4 separate regions of the Mus musculus genome follow, and all the other regions are linked to region 4. A link is a contact called in public HiChIP or PLAC-seq data. All regions are on one chromosome and are shown on one strand. Each heading gives the region's core, a stretch centred on a gene start, on an enhancer-like site or on the middle of the called end of the contact. The rest is flanking DNA. Distances are from core to core; before and after follow the strand shown. Region 1 overlaps Gm34472 (a long non-coding RNA gene). Region 2 has its middle 9.1 kb from the start of Gm34529. Region 3 has its middle 15 kb from the start of Gm34724. Region 4 overlaps Grhl2 (grainyhead like transcription factor 2).

Region 1 (3,136 bases), core at 471-2,970, 500 kb before region 4:
TCTTCACACAGGCCCCAGGAAGTCTATTCATGCCCAGCAAACCCTGCTAGGCTGCCAGGGTCCTGCTGGCTGGCTCCGTGTTTCTTCCTGTTCTGCTGTGTCTTTTGTTCTTTTCCTCTGCCCTAGAGGAAAGGTGCTTGTTTCATATACTTGAAAATATATTTATGGGGCAAAGAAGAAAGAGACACATTAAGTAGATGGCTGTAGTAGCTTGTAAAATTGTCTAAGTGTTTCTAAGAGCTTTCTCAGAAGTACTGGAGGGCTGGAGATGAGTGTGGTGGGAGGGGAGGGGAGCCAGCTAATGACTTAGTCATGTAGGTCACTACACTTTGTGGGAGGAAATGGACTGGACTCCTATAGTAGAAGGGAGAAGTGAGGATGTGGTCGCTCCTTCTATGTCCCTGCCAGGCATGGGGCAGCTGGGAATAAGAGGGGGTAGTATTTATGGGCATCTAATTTGTGTTAAATTCAGAATTGCTTTGTGTAGGAATTAAACGGCTTGGGGGGAAACTGACCTGGTAATTAAGTGCACACACACACTTAGCTGTGGCGCTATAGGAAGCCCCTGTCCTTAGCACTTGGGAAGGACAGAAGTATAAGTTCTGATGTTTGTCCTTGTACCCTGTCTACACAATGTTTTGCTCTCCTAGGCTGAGGAAAAGAACTGTGTAGATCTGTGCCTTGCTTTCTCACTTCAACTTTTGGACAACCCCAAAGGTCATTTTGAAGAAGCAGGGCTCAGAAAAGGAAGGTCACATGTTCAAGGTCATCCAGTAGAGCCAGAGAAGAGGCCCGGCTCCCACACCCACACTGAACCCTTAAGACCTTCCTGCCCACCTCTGTCTAGACTGAGGCTTCCTTTTCTGCTGAGGCCCTGGGGATGCCCCCTCAGGTGAAAAGCCAGTGGCCCCACATCAGCTCCAAGACAACAAGCAATGTGGTAAGATTTTGTTCCAGTTTTTTAAAAACTTTGTGCTGTATTTTATTTATTGTGTGTACGTGTGTGGGTACACATGATGGCAGACAGCACGTGTGGACGGCAGAGGGCAGCTTCTGGGAGTCGGCTCTCTCCACCTGCCTTGCAGGTCTGAGGTATCAAATTGAAGTCATTAGACATGGCCACAAGTGCTTTACATATGGAGCCATCCTCATGGCTCTGTGCTTTGTTGAGGCAAGGTCTTGACATAGAGCTCTGACTGGCTTGGGATTCTCTGTGCAGCCCAGACTGGCCTCCGGCTCCTTTGCATCAGCCTCCTAGCGCTGGGGTTGGAGGGGAGACACTACACATACTTTGAGATCTTTAGGGGTGGAGAATATGAAATCTCTCTTGTTTAGCAATACACACACTAGTAATAAACCAAAGGATAAAATATGGGGCATATCAGAGAGTAACAAGTGATGTAAGATAAACATAGCAAATAAGAGGATGAGGAGCACAAGCCACCCAGGATTTGTTTGTTTGTGTCTTGACGCTGTGCCTTCACTCCCCTGGCTTCTCTAGGACCAAGTCTGTGAGAGTTGCTTCAACTCAGCGCCTTCTACACCACCAGCCTCTGAACAGCCCAGAGCATTTATTGGCTGACCTCAGACCACTATCTTTGAGCTTACTGGTGTAGAAATAGTTTGCTTTTTAGAAGAAGAGTTCTTTGTACTACTAAATGGCCCTTCACAGGAGGAAGTGAGTGTTTATTTTCAGGGCGGGCTCTCTACTCGCTAAGGTCTTATCGGAACCTGATGCACACTGGCAGTGTTGAGTGGAGAGCCTGTGTGAGCAAAAAATAGACCGTGTTGGTCAGCAATGGTGAGGCTTATCCCTTTTATGGAAGAGGTGAGAGGGGGAAATTAGGAGGTCAGAAATAATATCCATGTCAGAAAAGGGGACAGGAGGAAGCAATGGGAGGGAGCAAGGAAGGAACAGGACAGAAAGGGAACGGCCTGCAGTGTAAAGACTGGACAGGACAGGAGAGCAAGGCCTCAAGACTGGGGGAGGGCCATGGAGTTGGAGGACCGTTGGACAGAGAGGACTGTGAAATGGGATTATGGGAATAGGGATGTCCCAGAGCAGGGAGGACACAGAACTGAAGCCACGTAGGAGAATCCTAGTTGGTAATAATAGTCAGGGAGGTTATCTGCCCTCATTCCTCTTCACAGACTTTCCCTTCAGAGGATTCTCGCCTGCAGGAGCACACGAGAGACAAACCTAGGGTCTCACACAAGCAAGGCAAGTGCTCTACCACTGGCCTCGATCCTAGCCCCCACATTCCTTTCTCTACTCTTTCTTCTAGAACAGGGCCTAGCTAAATTGTTCCATACAGCTTCTGACTCACTGTGTAGCTCTGACAGCCTTGGCTTTTCAATCCTCCTGCCTCGTCCTCCTGAGTAGATGGTGTGAGCCACCAAACTGGGCTCTGTTTTTTTCTTTTTCTTTTTTTTTTTACTTCTGGAGCTTGAACCTACAGGACGTCTTGAATGCCGGGCACGTATTCTTCTACCTCTGAGCACTCACACCGCTCTTGTTTTTGTGAGACAGGGTCCCCCTGCTCCAGCCTCAGGAATGCCGGGATTATAGCTATGTATCACCACAGCTATTCAGTGAAACCTTTTCTGTGACAGAAGGCTGATGTGGAAATTTCTGGTTGTGTCAGGAAGATTCATGTGATCTTTTGCTGAAGCAGACCCATGAAAGGACACATGATATTTGGAGAGAGTATAAGTAGGACCCAACAGACAGTGACAGGGTGACTGCATAGCCAGCCTTACAACACTTCTTGATCTTTGCTGATCTTCACTTCATTGAGAGAGAGAGAGAGATGGCAGAGAACTTCTCGTGGCATTCCAACTGTTTCTGGCCACTCCAAACCCCTTCACACACATCCTGCCCTGCTGACTTGTGCCAACTCATCAGAGGCCTGGCTGTTTCTGCTGGATCATGCCTGCTACTGCAGATTCATGTTTGATATCCTGACACTACTGAACTGGGTGGTTGGTCCATTGACAATGAGGATTGGAATCGCCCCAAAGAGCTACTTCTAAACAGGTCCACATTCCCTTGTCCTATTTACTGTCTTTTCTCTCCTACCTTTGGATGGTAGGCTAGAAAGGGCGTCAAAGTGTTTGAGAACACTTATTAAAGTAG
Region 2 (3,601 bases), core at 986-3,485, 420 kb before region 4:
ATATAGTAGGGTTAAAGGGGCCTCAAAGACCTTCGAAGCTGGCTTCCTAGTGATTCCCTAGGCAGAGGCCTGACATGATCTGCTCAGGTCCACAGCAAATGCACACACACACTTGGTTCTTACTGGGTGGCAGTGATCTTCCACCACATCGGTGACTTTGTAGGGATTGCTGGGAGCTTTTTAAATCAGCACAGGGAACTGTAGGCTGGAGAAAGCCTTGCCTACAGGTGCTCTGCCTTGTGCTGCTTTCTCACAGGACTGCTCTTTTTCCAGGGATGCTCTTTGACCTCCACAACAGGGACCTCTCCTGGTGTAGGAGGGCCAGTGTGGACACAAGCTCCCTCTTATCTTACCTGGCTGCTTTATCAGGGGTGGCTCACTCCTTGCAAAGACAGGGCTGACAATCTGCCTCTCCACCCCTGCACCACCTCCTCCACCTCCTTGGCCTGGCCCTCTGCAGCCCTGGCTCCAGGCGACTCTGTCTGTGGAGAGCTTTCCTACCAGTGGCTCTTATGGGCAAATGATTCTGAGGAAGTCAGACAGCTAGGGAGGGTGGATGGCACAGAACGGTCATGGTACCGGCTGGTGATGGCAGAGGAGAAAGCAAATGCTGTGAACCCTGAGCCAGACGACTGTCCCCCACACAGAGGTGGGGCTGAGAGAACACTGCCTTCAATCCTAGTGTTACTGCCCCCACCTTCAAGAAGTAGTGTTGAGGTAAGACGACATCATTTGCTTTCAGGAGGCCATGGAGTCTGGAGTTATTAGGGTTAGAGCGTGCACTCTGGCAGCCATAACAAGCAAGTCTCAACCCCCTGTCCTGAATAAACAGACAAGCAATAGTGAGGAGCAGAGCTAAGAGACAGTTTATTCAGTGTGTTCCCACTGAGAAGAGAAACAAATAAGGGGGATGGCATTTCCCACCCCCACTCGCTCAAGCTCCCCTCCCCAGGCCCCTCCCCTCTTTCCTCAAATCCATGTTCAGGGAACTAACAGGAGGTTTCTGTTCAAATAGAGGGTAAGTGTGACACATAATTATACAGTCCTGGCCAAGGTGTGGTCCTGCCTGTTATTGATCTGACTTGGACTCTGGTTCCAGTCTGTCCTCCAAGACGGTCTGACGAATTGTTAGAAGGGTGTGAAATCTCTTCAGAGGAGACATGTTCCTCCTCTGTCTGGAAGCAAGTTTTAGGCTCCCCACCCCACCCCACCCCCACGCCGATGTGGGATTTCTGGGAAGTCCCAGTTTCCCTGAAGCCTTTCTTTAGAAGTCTGATAGCTCAAGCAGCACACACATCTCTCTTTAGACTGTATCTTCCCTCCTGCCCCTGGGCATCCTCAGGATTTTTGCTATCTTCTTGGCCTTGAGGTCAGATGGAGACACTCCAGCTACTTTTCCAAGCAGAGCAAATGGATAGTTCCCCTCTCGTGCCCTACCCCCTTTCCCAAGGACTTCTTTCCAGACAGCGTGCAAGAAACAGGGAATGTGAGATCTGAGGCAATGCTGGCCACTGCCCTTCTGGCTCTAGAGTCCTGTAGAGAGAGATACCCTACCTAGGGCAGTTCTGAAGAAGGCTACCATAGTGAGTGAGGTTTCTGGGTCCTGGGTTGTGATGTGCCTGACCTGAAGGGCAGGGGGCAGGCTTTCCTGATCCTTGAGAGATTCAACCATGGATGCTCAGAGTGAGATTTGCAGGCAAAGGCTAGGGCAGGATCAGAGGGGAGGTCAGCACAGAGCACGTGGGCCATGATCACCTGTTTCTGTGCCGTGAGCAGGGCTGCACAGGAAGGACTTTTGGGGTACATCGCATATATGTTAGGGCATCTTGCATGGTGGGCAGTCATGGCAGGGGCTTCTCCACTCTCTGTCAACAGTGCTAAGGATGGGATCCTCGTGCTCAGCCCTTAAGGAAGGGTGCAAACCTGAGGAAATGGTTGGGCGGGAACAGTGACAGAAAGCAGGAAGATGTCCTTGCTGCCTGCCTTTCCAAATGGTCTGTGTCCCTTCTGGAGCCTGACAAGGCAGATGATTCCAGCAAGAGGCTGCCCTGGCCACCCCAGGTGAGGTGGCATGGCAGGGCACCAGCATACTGCGGGATGGAGAGCCAGCCCTCCAACCAGCCTCCCCTCCTCATGTCTAACTTCCCAGAGACCCGCTTGCCCAGCCTCTGCACGGTGCCTGCTCTGGCTTGCTCTCTCCTTTTCCTCTCACCCCCACCCCGCATCTCCCTGGCTCTCAGCAGACTGCCGCCATCACCATGGCTACGCTTGCTTCTGCTTCTGCTCCACACTCAACAGGAGTCAGAGCTGGGGGAGGGAGGCCGGTCATTAGGCTTCCTGTTAAGCTGGGATCTCTCAAAGTCAGCTTGGGGCTGCACCCTGTATGTTCTGGGCCCAGCCGGTTCTTTGAGGGCTCACCTTCCATAGAAAAGATGGGCTTAACTAAACAGGATATCCTAGCCCAGGGAGGCTTAGTCATAGCCTGGGAGGATGCCACTAGCTCTCTGTCTCTCTCTCTGTGTGTCTGTCTGTCTGTCTGTCTGTCTCTCTCTCTCTCTCTCTCTCTCTCTCTCTCTCTGTGTGTGTGTGTGTGTGTGCGCGCGCGCGCAGGTACACATGTGTGTATAAGTGCACATACACATGTGTAGCTTCATGAGTGGAAGGAAGAGGAGAACCTTGAATGCCATTTCTCACATGCTCTCTACCTGTTGTTGTTGTTGTTGTTGTTGTTGTTGTTGTTGTTGTTGTTGTTGTTTTGAGACAGGGTATCCCCTGGCCTGGAACTCACCAAGTGATCTAGACTGGCTAGTCACCAAGTCCCAGAGATCTGTCTGTCTCTGCCTTCCCAGCACAGAGATTACAAGTTGGTGTCACAATGCTCAGCTTTTTTTAATTTTAATTTTTATTTTTTGCATGTGGTTAAATGTGAGTTCAGGTCCTCAGGCTTGCAAGATAATCACTTTACCAACTGAGACCTCTCCGTTGTAGAATATCGATGCATGGTAGTGTGTGGGTGTGACTGATGTCAAAGGTCACTCACTGAGTGATCACGGTAGGCTTAATGAAGTTACGACTGTCACCGTCAAGTTGCAGCTGAATAGGAACAGATTCTAATCAGTGCCTTCCCATTGTCAAGGGCATGAACTAACACAAATTAAGTATAGAACTCTGCTGAGTTTCAGTTTTCTTGTTTGTAAAATGAGGACAAGAACACCTAGTTTTCAAATTAAAGATAATTTATGCAAAATGGCTGGCACACAGTAGGTGCTAAGAAATGCCTCATGTCCTTTATTATTATAGAGGTCTGGGCCCTTTAAAAGGCATCATAGCATGAAAGACTGCTTTCCCTGACTTGAAGGCTACTGGGACTGGGTTTTAAGATGGATAGGCAGATTCCCAGCCTCACCTACAAGGAGATGTAGCCTTGAGCCCTGGTGTGGGAAGACAGCTGAGGTAGAGTTACCAGAGGTGAGCTCTAAGCTGAGGGTCTGGAGAGAGAAGTGAGCTGCCCAGACCCAGAGAATCTTGGAAAGTCTCAGGAACTGAGACACGAGATGCTGAGGAAGGGAGCAGATGGAGCCTGAAACAGAGAGGTTATTTT
Region 3 (3,640 bases), core at 797-3,296, 290 kb before region 4:
TCAGCTAGGGCAGAACTTCAGGTTACCAAGGAAACAGAATAATCCAATATTGTTGAATTCAGAATTGCTCCCTATGTATTTGGAGGAACAAGGAAGTAAGACTTTGGCTTAGTTGCCCTTGCAGAGGTCCGGCGTTCCTTTTAACTTATTTACATCTTACAAAATACTTTGTTCATCTGAACTAGACACAGAGTAAGAGTTAGTACTGCACTCCAATTTATTTCTATCTCAGTGTTTAGAATCACCAGTATGTATATTTCTGGTCATTTGATGAAGTCAATGTTTGACTCAGCCACAGAGAACCTGAGGGATACCAGAAGGAGCATAAATGATCTGGGTCAAAGGTCGGGAAGCCCCAAGGAGAACTGAGGGAGTCCACATTTGCTGCTTATTTATTGTTACGAGATGACTGACAGATTGACTGAGGTCTGGTTTCTAGAACCAAGGGACAAGGTAGAAAGGAAGTTCCTAGAATTCTGACTCGCTAACTTGGGTAGATACGTGAAGAATCAGAGCTCAAGAGAGCTCTAAACACAGGTAGCAGGCTTGTTGTCCTAAAACTATCCAAGAGCTGAGGCAGCCTTCAGGGAAACAGCCTCCTTGACTTAACAAACGTTTAGATTTCAGCTACCCTGAAGGATGCCTCTTGGATGGCCATGGCCATGAATATCAAGTGGCAGAAAGTGGTTCGTGAGTAGGCTGGTGCTCATAGATAGGCCTTAGGAGGTTCTGCTTTCCTTCTGAAATTAAAACAAGTAAACAGACATAAAGAGTCTGTAAGGCTGGATGTGCTTTCTTCTGCTTTGTCCCTTATGAGAGAGGGCATGGTGTCTACCTGTTTTTCAATTTCCCTTCTGTCTTCCACCATGCAAGAACACTGTACGGTGAAGCTTCCTGTATGCCGGCACCTTGGGCTTCAGCTTATAGCCTCCAGAATGTCAAGAAATTAATTTCTCGTTTTTCATTGTTCTGTTTGTTTGTTTGCTGTTGTTTTGTTGAGATGGGGGTCTTAAATAGCCCAGGCTAGCCTAAAATTCACCGTGTAGTTGAAGCCGACTTTGGATTCTGGATCTTCTCCTCTCTACCTCACAAGTATTGGAATTCCAGGTGTTCCCAGCTTTTGTGGTCCTGGGGACTGAGCCCAAGACAAACATTCTACAAACCAATTACACCTGCAGTCCCTAAATGTCCCTAAATTACACCCCCCCACACACACACAGTAGCTGCTTGGCTAGACATCCCTGCCCCCAGCTACTCACCTATGACAACACTGTGGATGTGGAATCCCAGTCTGAGCCATGCCTCTACTTCCATGCCCACTCAGAGGCTGCCAGTACTAGCCTGAGAGCAGTCCTCAGGCCTGGCACAGCCTGGTGCTCATCGTCATCCTTCCCTCCCAGGCCTGTGCTTATGATTTCCCGGCATCTTTCAGACAGAAGGCAAACATTTACAGTGGGGGGAAGGCTCATATCTATCTTAGTCATATTGTTTGTCAAAAAGAACACAGAACTCAGAAACAGAGTGCCTGAACTCAGAACTCAGATCTGCAGCTTCCCGTGTGGCCTGGACTATCTCTTCCATTGTCTTCTGAGTCTGATTTCCTTGTTTGCAGAATGAGAATTGTCATTATTCCTGATCATTTTCCTTTCAGAGAGCTCAAACTGACTGAAGCCTGATAGGAGCTCAGCAGCTCCCATCTGAGTCACTCAGGATACAGGTCTGCTTGCATCTACATTCCTCAGCATTCCAAATGCAGGCACAGCCCAGGGTCCACAATGAATGGAGTCAGTGGTCGAGGTAATCCACTCTAAGCTCAGCTAGGACAGAGCATATGACAGGAGGAGAAGCAAGTCCCCTCAGTATGTTATGGTCTTGTTCTCTGGTTGTTCATTTGGAGCTCTTTATACTGGACTGAATTTTTTCTACCCAGAAGTCTGGAATGTTCCTTCCCTCCCCCAGTTGCTATTGAGACCAGAACTGCCTGCAAGAGCAGCTGAGCAATCCATCAGGCACTGCAGCTTGGCTGGAGATGTGAGCCCACTCTGAATGAGCCTTTCAGCGACACAAGGCTCCTGTGGGGGTGTTATAACTTCATGGCTACAACATTACAGGCATTGTTCTAAGCTTGCACAAAAGCCTTTGCTCAACCCAGATGCCCTGAGTTCTGCAAACTGCCCATCCCTCTGCCACATTCTTTTCAGACGAGGTTTGCTGAGTAGTTCTCACAGGATTTTCTGGGGTGGGGCTACATGTAGGCAGAGATATCTGGGGCAGGGCTACCTGTAGACAGAGGCATCTGGGGCGGGGCTACCTGTAGACAGAGGCATCTGGGGCGGGGCTACCTGTAGACAGAGGCATCTGGGGCGGGGCTATCTGTAGACAGAGGCATCTGGGGTGGGGCTACCTGTAGACAGAGGCATGTGACAAAGACCAGAAGGATTTTGTTGCTACTAATTAAAACTTGATTTTCTTTAATATAAAATTTACATCTGCTCCTAGGTGTTAAGTGTGACTCCTAATCAGGACGTTGAACATTTCTGTCACCCCACAAAGTTATCCTTTGTCTCTTTCTTTTCAATCCTGCTCCATCTTATAGACAGCAATAGGCCTGACTCCCATCATAATAGGTGAATTTAGCCTTCTTGAAAGTTTCATATAGATGACACTGTACACCATGTATTCTTTTTCTGGATGCTTTTTAAAAAAAGATTTCTCCATGTATCAGTATGTTGTATGTGCGCAAGTGTATGAGTGCTGCAAGTGTATGAGTGCTGCCTGTGAGTATGTGTGAGTGTGTATGTGAGTGTGTATGTGAGTGTGTGTACACCAGTGTCTATGGCTGTCAGAAGGGAGTCTTTGGATCCCTTGGAGCTAGAGTTATAGGTTTGTGAGATGTTCCATGGATGTGCTGGGAGCTAGCTTAGGCCCTCATAAAGGAGCAACATGCTTGACAGTTGAGCCATCTCTCCAGGCCCTGGATCTGAGTTTTTTTTTGCTCTTGTTATTGCTTGGATCCATGGTACATTTAAAAATTTTTTTATTGGGGAGTAATTTCCCATTGCACAAAGTACATTAGGTTATTTCTGTAGTTGAATAGGACATTTGGCTTCTTTTTTCTTTATTTTATTTTTTGGTCTATCATGAGTAGGGTTGCTATGGGGATTTATGTAAGAATTTATGAAGGTGTATTTTCCCTAGCCTTGCTAACTCATATGGCAGGAAACTGCTTAACTCCATAAGACACTGTCACACAGGGCAGTCTCTTTTCTCATAGTCAGTTTCACCAACAGTGTGTGAAACTCCAGTTGTTCCAGTCCTTACACACCTGCCTCCCTTCCCATCAGCTCCATGGGAATAGCACACGTGGTCTCTCCTAGAGTCTATGGAATATTAGTAGAATCACCATTTGCTACACACAGCTCTGGTTGAGACAGATGGGAGTGGTCAGAGGGCTTTGGTAGCACTGAGGAGCTCTGACTCCTCATCTCTCCATCCCTCACCACGTTCTGATGATTTTCCATGATCAAGATCATCACTGTCATTAATGTTCTGGAAGTTTCTGTTTTGGGTCTCAATCCCTGAATCTGGGACAAAGTTAAGCTCTTGTTGCAAGATCAAGAAGATCTTTGCAAGCAAACAA
Region 4 (3,280 bases), core at 429-2,928:
GGTAGGCAGCGTCTGGGTGTGCAGTTCTGATGACAGATGGACAGTGGCGTGACTTTCTCTGTCCATGTGGAATCCTCACATCTTTCTTTTCTCCTTCTGTGTTGGTTTCCTCCGTTAGCTGCTCCCTTCTCCACCTGCAGCTGGAGGTGAGCAAGCCCCTCCCAGCTGCCTGCACTTGAGTCGGGAATGAAGGTACAGCCTCTCGACTAGCTTAAGAGACAGCTTGGAAACAAATCAGCTCTATGATGGCAGTGACATTTCACTACAGAAAGCAGCGAATTAGGGGGAACAGAGTTATTTTAATCTCCTTGGGCAGTCCCAACTTTATAGTTAGTAAAGTGAGACTGTGCTAATTAAAAGATTAGCTTAAACTCAGTACCTAATTGTGGTGAATCTATCACGTCTCAGATTTCTTTTCTTCCTCCTCTTTTTTTTTATTTAATTTTCGTGTGTGTGTGTGTGTGTGAGTGTGTGTGTGTGTGAATGTGTGTGTGTGTGTGTGAGTGTGTGTGTGTGTGAGTGTGAGTGTGTGAGTGTGTGTGTGTGTGTGTGTGTGTGTGTGTGGAGGATGTCAGATTCCCCTTGAACTGCAGTTATAGGTAATTGTGAGCCACCAGACATGGGTGCTGGGAACTAAATCTGGGTCCTCCGAAAGAGCAGCAAATGCACTTGCCTGCTGAGCCACGTCTCTATCTGTCTTTTCCAGTATTTCTTTTTCAACTGAAATGTCTGATGGATGCTGCTATAGAGACATGTAGCAGAGGCTGGCTGTGATTTCTTGATTGCCCTGCCTCCATTGCCCAGTACTGGAATTACAGGCATGTGCAATCACACCCTGCATTATTGATGCTGTGTGCCAAATACAGAACTCTAAAAAGTCACACTTGGGGGTCTGGAGATGGCTTAGTGGATAAGAGCACTAGTGATTCTTTCTTGTAGAGGACCCAGGTTCTATTTCCAGCACCCACATGGTCACTCACAACCATCTGTGATTCCAATTTGGAGGGATCTGATGTTTTCTCCTAAACTCAGGGCATGGGACATGCATGAGGTACATATACATATATATGCATGCACACATATATGCAAAACACTCATGCACACGGAGTAAAATAAATAAATCTAAAAAGCAATTTACAGAAAGTTAAACTTGGTAGTCACAAAGCACCTTCCTCGGGTATATTTCTAAATGGCTAGTGTTCTATCTGCCTTGAACTCTTAGACACGAGAGCGGGGGGGGGGGGGTGTATAAATATTGGTTTTCAGGATGCACAGAGAGAGCCAAAGACTGTCTAAAGGAGATGATATTTCTGAGGTTCATAACTTTGCTGGTCCCCCACCCCACATCCCTTTGCTTCTAAGTGAATTGAGAGAAACGGCCATTTGCACGGACATCACTCTCCCACTTTTACTAAGTTAGTGTTTTGCCTAACTGAGGCCCAATTTTAAACAGGTTATCTGATAGAGAATATTATGGGGCATCCCGTAGTCTCAAAAGCAAAGAGAACACTGGGAGAGGCTCCTGGGAGAGGTCTCGAAAAGATTGAGTTACACACAGCCAAGCAGGGCAAATGGTGTTTTTATGTGTTTTCTGGGGCGTGGTGTGGGTGGAGGGAGCTCTAAAAGGGAAAAGCAAACATTTGCTGGAGTCTTTGGTACTGAACTTAAACAAAGCCATGCCTTTGTTCCCCTTTTATAAGGCCAGGGCTGACAGGAACAGCTATGAGGCTGGAGCTAATGCTGTGAGCAAGGACTAAGGACTAATCTTTGGATGGCATCTCACTGAAGATATCAGTTGATCTTTTTTGTTAGCGTGGAGTAGCCATGGTTTCTGCCCCTCATTCTACTTATGGCTCCGTACATAACAGCTATGGACCATTGTGTTGTGCAGAGAATTGGATTACACACTTGGATTTCACGACATAATGGTGTGTGCTTGTGTGCACAGTGACTAATATTTGTTCAGTAATTACTATATCTCAGGCACCCTGCCAGGCCTTTATATATATATTACTCAATTATTCGTGTTTCTAAGCAGGTGACAGTTTTCATCTAACTAAGGAGTGATTTAAAGTTAGCTGGTTTCACTCAGTAACACAGCAAATGCATAACAGAGCCGAGCAAGCCGAGACCGAGCATGGAGCATGACCTCCAGTCCAACTGCTTCGTGTTCGGCGGGTCATCTCCACTCTCACGGACAGTGAGACAATGGTGCATTTGAGGCAGCACACGAGGTACCAGTTTCTGGAGATTCATGGCCAGGCACAGATCCCATTCTCAGAAAAGTTAGGGACAGGCTTGGAGCTAAGACGAACTTCTAGTACCCCTGTCTGGGATTACAGGCAGGAACCACGCTCTCTTTTCTTTTCTCTTGTCATTTCTGCATTTTTTTTAAAAATTTTAAATATTTAGATGAGAAATTAGAATAGTGTGATTAATGACACACAGGCTAAACTTAGGTCAATTCATTACTAATATTTGTCCAGCTTTTCTCTCTTCCCCTCCTCGCCTCCTGTCCTGCACTTGGCCATTTGGCACGCAGAAGAGGAAGCCAGCCCTGTGGGGTCAGAGAGGGTGGGCAGGGAGGGGAGAGGGGGCTGCTGCATTTCTAGAGTTGGAAAGATGAGCACCCAGGATGGGGCTGGGAAGCAGGAGTTTTCATAAGGCTTCCTCTAGATCGAAGGGAACATGCATCTGAAAGCTTGGGCTACAAAAAGATGCTGCTGATCTGGGCAGTGTTGGCGCACCCCTTTAATCCCAGCACTTGGAAGGGAGAGACAGACAGATTTCTGAGTTTGAGGCCAGCCTGGTCTACAGAATGAGTTCCAGGACAGCCAGGGCTACACAGAGAAACCCTGTCTCAAAAACAAAACAAAAACAAAGATGCTGCTGAGAAAGCACAGCTGAAGAGAACAACACCAGCAGCCAACTTACATTCCTGTGTACCGCTTGTACAAAACCTACACAGAAAGACATTCACGGTGGATTTGTTTATAATTAAAAGGTGGAAACAGCCCCAATGGGGAGGGGCATTATTATTTTATATGTAAGCATGTTTTAAAGAGACAGAACTATCATATCACATTTCAGCATTAGGTGAGAAGAATGAGAATCAGGGCTGTGTACATTCTCTTCTGTGGCTTCCCAAGTAGGACAGAGCATGTGGTTGCCCTGCACTTAAATGTTTAATGGGGAGCAAGGCGTGAGAAGGTTCAGTTTCGCTTTTCATGCCTGTCTTAGTCAGGGTTTCTTTTCCTGCACAAACATCATGACCAAGAAG

The links. HiChIP or PLAC-seq counts read pairs in DNA pulled down with a chosen protein or histone mark.
Region 1: a FOXA1 HiChIP or PLAC-seq map of pancreatic cancer cells shows a contact between it and region 4. The contact joins two enhancer-like sites. A contact is called at or near these places in 2 of 484 Hi-C or Micro-C datasets (cortical neurons and myocytes) and 1 of 115 datasets of contacts at active chromatin or transcription factors (pancreatic cancer cells).
Region 2: a contact with region 4 is called in a FOXA1 HiChIP or PLAC-seq map of pancreatic cancer cells. The contact joins two enhancer-like sites. A contact is called at or near these places in 1 of 115 datasets of contacts at active chromatin or transcription factors (pancreatic cancer cells) and 1 of 9 other capture datasets (pancreatic islet).
Region 3: a FOXA1 HiChIP or PLAC-seq map of pancreatic cancer cells shows a contact between it and region 4. The contact joins two enhancer-like sites. A contact is called at or near these places in 1 of 484 Hi-C or Micro-C datasets (myocytes) and 1 of 115 datasets of contacts at active chromatin or transcription factors (pancreatic cancer cells).

The regions. Positions count from the first base shown.
Region 1 is chr15:36,818,576-36,821,711 of GRCm38.p6, forward strand. All of the region lies in intron 1 of Gm34472 (a long non-coding RNA gene), which reads right to left. Among named protein-coding and RNA genes, the nearest start is that of Gm34472, 23 kb to the right of the region's middle. Within about 2 kb of position 1,721, at least 41 of the 459 cell types and tissues checked have an H3K27ac peak or open chromatin away from gene starts, as enhancers often do. A contact at or near this core is called in pancreatic cancer cells, where this site is marked.
Region 2 is chr15:36,899,711-36,903,311 of GRCm38.p6, forward strand. No RefSeq gene overlaps it. Among named protein-coding and RNA genes, the nearest start is that of Gm34529, 9.1 kb to the right of the region's middle. Within about 2 kb of position 2,236, at least 145 of the 459 cell types and tissues checked have an H3K27ac peak or open chromatin away from gene starts, as enhancers often do. A contact at or near this core is called in pancreatic cancer cells, where this site is marked.
Region 3 is chr15:37,029,740-37,033,379 of GRCm38.p6, forward strand. No RefSeq gene overlaps it. Among named protein-coding and RNA genes, the nearest start is that of Gm34724, 15 kb to the right of the region's middle. Within about 2 kb of position 2,047, at least 99 of the 459 cell types and tissues checked have an H3K27ac peak or open chromatin away from gene starts, as enhancers often do. A contact at or near this core is called in pancreatic cancer cells, where this site is marked.
Region 4 is chr15:37,316,298-37,319,577 of GRCm38.p6, forward strand. The region is part of intron 8 of Grhl2 (grainyhead like transcription factor 2); the gene reads left to right. Among named protein-coding and RNA genes, the nearest start is that of Gm16136, 85 kb to the left of the region's middle. Within about 2 kb of position 1,679, at least 45 of the 459 cell types and tissues checked have an H3K27ac peak or open chromatin away from gene starts, as enhancers often do. A contact at or near this core is called in pancreatic cancer cells, where this site is marked.